Regions from separate parts of the Mus musculus genome. Here region 1 is linked to region 2. The links are chromatin contacts, called in public promoter capture Hi-C maps. All regions are on one chromosome and are shown on one strand. Each heading gives the region's core, a stretch centred on a gene start, on an enhancer-like site or on the middle of the called end of the contact. The rest is flanking DNA. Distances are from core to core; before and after follow the strand shown.

Region 1 (2,700 bases), core at 127-2,626, 640 kb after region 2:
TCTAGCTAGACTATCAATTTGGCCTCCTCTAAATCCTCCAGTGCACATGTTATGTCCTTGTTGAGAAAGAGCAGTGGTCACTCCTGTCTGGCTAACAACCAGACTGTGTAGAGAACATGAAGAGCCAGTGACAGAATTCTGATGACAAATGCTTGCCAAAACAAAACAAAGCAGAAAACAAACAACAAGAACAACAAAAACACCAGGATTTTTCGGTGTTGCTAGTCACGTGAAAGAAACAAAAAAAATCTTCCAAGGAAACACAAATTAACCTTGTAAGAATCATGCCTGCACGTGCCTTATAACCCCCAAGCACTGTATTCTATACACATCCTTGTATTGAGAATTAAAGCTTACAGTCAGCATGAAGATGGCTCAGTCTGCCATTAAAGCAGGCATGTCAGAGCCTAGAACAGCACAGCCTTGCAACTTGAGTTTGTACTGTGCGATTCCATTCAGCATGTCTCCCTTTTCATTGCTTTTGTTACATCATTTCTACTTTCCACATCCTTGGGTTGCATTAATCTACTAAGATTCCTAAGACACAGAGATAAAGTGATGAGGAAGATCTACGTCAAACCCAAGAGGCAGAAACTAAATATAGAATGACAGAGTTACTTTGTTGCAATTTTAGTAAGCACGGGCTACAAAAAGAACTTACAAACAAAGAACCAAGCTGTAATGTCCTGGTTTGTTTCCTTGAACTCTGCCCATAAACACTCTACAAACTGTTGCACCCATTTTGAGAGTAAAGGAGACTAAAAACAAAACAAACAAACAAACAAACAAAAACAACAACAAAACACAAAACAAACAAAAAACGCAGCACTTGTAGAAGGAAGAAAGGGGGTGGGGGGGGGAAGGAAGAGGCAAGATGTACCAGTTGTAAAGTGTTGTAGCAGAAAAGGTTGTGGCAATTTCCACACCTGTGGCCTGGGATACAGGGCTTGAAGAATGTGTCACCATGGCATTTCCTTCTTATTTTCCTTTCCCTTGTTTTCTGTACCACGGGAAGGGGAGGGGAGGGAGAAGTGGAGGTCTACGCCCTTTTGCTTGCCAAGAAAAAAATCTTCATCCGCCAATGGGTAACTTGAAAACATCACTCTCTCTCAAACTGGTCTCCTAGTTTGCAAGATGGAAATAAGAACCATGAAAACTGTCTGCATTATATGAAACAGCACTGCATTTACATGTACATGCACACATACGCATACCTGTACACGTACGTGCACACCCATGCTAGGTATTTGCGCAATAAGTTTCTCCTCTTAGTTCTCCCCACTTTCCTTTTCCTTGCAATCTCTTGTTTTCCTTGCCTTCTTTGCCCGCTCTCTAGAGAGCTCTTCGTTTCATAAGAAGATGAATCAGCATTCTAATACCCTTGGCAGGAGGTTGCTGTCAGGGGCGTACCCTGCCCTGTCAGTCTGTGGCTTTAGCTTTAGCTCTAGGGACTTAATTTTTTTTTAACAAAATAACTAGCATGCCCCTTACTCCTGATTTTCCACTTGTTGTTCATGCTTTACCCATTGTAGGAAGGGTGGAGTGCTTCTAAGCCAACGGAAGTGGGGGATCGGATGGGAAGAGGAACATGGGAGGGAGTCATGGTTTTTATTTGCAGCCCTGAGAGCTTGTGAATTGTTTAATGAGAACATACCTTCTCCCCATTCCCCAAGAGTTGAGCAATGAGGCCCTTGCAGCTCTCCTTCAACACAGAAAAGCTTGGGGCAAGCATCCAAAGTGGGACTTGACTGTGGCATGCCAGCATTTTAAAGATCCAAAGTCTACAGAACCGCATGCGTCTCCTGGGACCTCCACATGTGAAACAGATTGTGAGATTGACTCTAGACGTTTTGCTTCCCCCGAAGACCTGAGATGCTTCCTCTAACAATGAGGAAAGTGTGCCCAATCCCTACCCTAGATCTGGGTTTGGGTTACATGCCTGGAGGCTGGAGACAGAGCAAATAAGGCAGTGGCAAGCTTGTCCATGCAGCTCTGAGAGGACCCTCTGTAGATTAGGTTTGTGGATCAAAATGTAGAAAAACTGCAGAGCAAGAAGCAAACCTACCCATGGGAGCAGTGCTTATTATTAAGCAGCCTTGAGTCCTGAGGGGTGAGGGTCACAATAGAGGATCATCACATTCATTGTGTATCTGGTCTTTCCAATGATGTGAGGAGGGAACTGGACTTTCCAGACACAATCAGTGACAGTTCACTTGGATGCATACTCCACACAAAGACACTGGAGCCCAGTGGACAGAAGAGTAGAGCCAGAATCTGCATGTAGCTCTGACACCAGAATCCATTCCTGGCTGGCTGTCATACAATACCCACAAAGAATGAAGAAATGCAGGGGGTCGAGGGGAGAGAATGAATACAATTATTAAAGAAGACAGAAGAACTCAAAATCCACAGCACAGATGAGGAAATGCATTATTCGTACAAATAGCACCTTACTTTTCTTAATTTATAGCCTGGTGAATTAATGGTTCTTGTGTCCTCAAGAAAAGGTTAGAGAATGGGCAGCCTCACCCACTGCAACGGGCAAGGAGCGTGTAATTAGTTTTAGAAGGCCTTCCATGCAAAATGATTAAATCAAGTTTTGGCACATGAAAGGGTAAGCTTTGGTTATTGGAAAATGTACTTAGGTGACACAGCTCATTTCCTGGTGAAGCCAGATTAATGGGACATTACCGACCCTAA
Region 2 (2,700 bases), core at 12-2,511:
TCGCAGACCATCTTTCCTCCCAGTGTTGCTGGAGGGGCACAGTCTTCCTGAGGTCAGTGCCTCTGACCCCTCACAAAAGCTGGGGATCTGGAGCTCACCACATAGCCTGTAGGCAGCTCAAAAGGCTAGAGAATATCCTTTCCAAGGGACTCAGTTGACCTTAACATCTCTTAGCTTTGCTGGTTTCCACTTTTTCCAAACAGCTTGTCTGGACTCAGAGTCTTCTTTGGAATTTGCCTTTTCTGGGAGTGACTTTCAGCAGGTCGGCTTGTTTATACTTGGGGACCTCATACCAGAGCCTTTAGACCAGATGGTCCTAGGCACCACTGCTACCTTGACCCCTTGTGAGTCTCTTTGAAATTCAGTTTCCTCATTTCTAGAATGAGAATAACCGTAGGGTGTGGGGTAGTTGTACTAGAGGTTGGGGAGATGGTACACCAGGAAAAGCACTAGCTACACGTGACTGAGGAACTAAGTTCTAATTCCCATAAATAAAGCTAGATACTGGGCATGCATACATCCCGTCACAGTGCTCCTGAGGGGAGTTGGGAGGTAGAAACAGGAGAATACACTAAAGTTTATGGACCAGGCAACCTGGTATATCCATCAGGAAACAAACAAACAACAAAACAAAACAAAAAACACCCAAGAGAGAGTCTGTATAAAAAAAAAGTGGAAGATGAGCCTGAGGTTGTCCTATGACGTCCTCATGTACATCATGGTACACATGTGTCCAGATTCATGAACACAAATGCACACATATACTAGGCCACACACATGGATGCACACATGTGCACATATATAAGCAGATAAAAACAAAAAATAAAGTAAGAGTTATGCTTAGCACAAAGGCTGGATAAATGCTTTGTAAAGAAATCAATGTACAGTTTGACTCTGTAGAAAGCTTTGTGGGAAGTGGCGGGATGTGGGAAGGCACTGGGAGTCTTCATGTGTCCCACATCACAGTCATCCCTGTCTCTCGCTTGCTGCTCACGTTCTTTCTGTAGTTTGTATTCACCACGATCCTCCTTCTTGCCATTCGCACTTGAGTTCTGGACCTTTGGCCTTGGTTTTTGACTCCCACTTGCGCTGAGCTCATTCTCTGAGGCTTTTCCTTCTGCTGAATTGGAAAAATCTCTTTTTCCTCTTGCACAACTTCTCTGATTCCGCAGCTGTGACAGCCCACCTGGCAGGGAGCTCCACTGTGGGACACTGACTGAGCTCAGCCAGGAACACCAAGACCTGACTGCCTTGGCCCAGTGAAGAACTCAGCCCTCTGATTATAGGCAATACAAAGAACGGCACTATCTCAAAGCCAACATTTTTCAGGCATTGGACAATTTGATGGTGGAGTTCATTTTCTCCTCCCATCTGGCCTGGCTCATTGTGATCTGTCAAGTAGCCTTGGGGCCAAAAGGACTGCCAGATTGGGTAATTTTCTCGGAGAAGAGCTATAAAGATGAGCGAGTCAAATGTGCTTTCAGCGTGAATCATAAATTGCAGGCACCAAGGCCAATACAAAGCACATGTCCAGCAGTGGGGGTGGGACACAGCAAGACAGAATTAATATTAGGTGTCCTGGGGCCATCACATCTCAGGAGACAATTCTATACCTGTGAAATCTTAGCATTTGTTGTAGGCATTTCAGCTTGTCTTCCAGAATGAATTCACATCACTGATATTTAACATAATAATTTGACATGGCTTTACTACTATGATGGTCCTGGCAGGTTGGCTGGAAACACAGACATATTAAGTGACAATCGCTGTATCTTATGCTAAGGGATCTGGTGAGGGAAGTACATGTTGCATGACAGGTCCTGATCCAGGTGGGGTGGGATTTGAGAAGGTGGAGGTGAGTCACATCGGAAGGAAGCAGTGTCACATGTACTAAAGAACAAGAAGAAACTAGCTAGTAAAATAAAGGAGAAAAATGAGGAAGTCCAGGGGAGGAAATAGTACCTGCAGAAACCTGGGACATGTAAGGAAATGCCATTTCCTAGTGAGACTGAGATACAGGTTAAGACACTGAAGACAAGGGTGAGATGAGCAATTGTAAGCTTTACTTTCCATATCCGTTCTACTCTAGTCCACAGGATGAGCAGGATGGAACATTCTCACACATACTATTGTCTCGCCAGCAAGAACACACGCGTGAGAAACTGGATCCTTCTGCAGCAACTTTATTACACCAGTTTCAACATGAAGAGGAATACCCCAAGCACCAAAAAGGCGCTGCTTATATACACCTTAGTGTGGCGTGTGATTGGCTGCTCTCCCAGAGCCTCATCACCACGCCCCGGGATGGGCAGTGACTTGGCACGAATTTACTCTTGCACCTGCGCACATTACTTGTTTACCAGTTAGGCACAGCGGAGGCTCATGATGGCAATTGCTCACGGCTCTCCACAGAACATGTCAACTGGGAAGTGATTCCTTACACTTCTAAAGGTGAAAATCCCTCAAGTTCTGATGACACTTAGAAACTCAACCATTGGAGATCATATCGCCCTGCTTTGTGGCTCATTCTCTGTGTGGCTCAACAGGTGGACCATCTACCCACAGCCTTCCATCTATCCACTCACACGCAGAACAGCTCTTGGGGACCATTGCAACATGACTTTGAGTCTTAACCTCAAGCCAATAAACCGCACCAGAATTTTTTTTTTTCTTTTTCTTTTTTTGTTTTTCGAGACAGGG

What was found. Promoter capture Hi-C pulls out the DNA fragments that hold promoters and counts their contacts.
Region 1: a promoter capture Hi-C map of the 3T3-L1 cell line shows a contact between it and region 2, with 3 times the contacts expected there. The contact joins two enhancer-like sites. A contact is called at or near these places in 1 of 39 promoter capture datasets (the 3T3-L1 cell line), 1 of 484 Hi-C or Micro-C datasets (uterus), 1 of 115 datasets of contacts at active chromatin or transcription factors (astrocytes) and 1 of 9 other capture datasets (embryonic stem cells).

What each region holds. Positions count from the first base shown.
Region 1 is chr4:106,093,660-106,096,359 of GRCm38.p6, forward strand. No RefSeq gene overlaps it. Among named protein-coding and RNA genes, the nearest start is that of Gm26047, 24 kb to the right of the region's middle. Within about 2 kb of position 1,377, at least 39 of the 459 cell types and tissues checked have an H3K27ac peak or open chromatin away from gene starts, as enhancers often do.
Region 2 is chr4:105,456,085-105,458,784 of GRCm38.p6, forward strand. No RefSeq gene overlaps it. Among named protein-coding and RNA genes, the nearest start is that of Gm40217, 140 kb to the left of the region's middle. Within about 2 kb of position 1,262, at least 27 of the 459 cell types and tissues checked have an H3K27ac peak or open chromatin away from gene starts, as enhancers often do.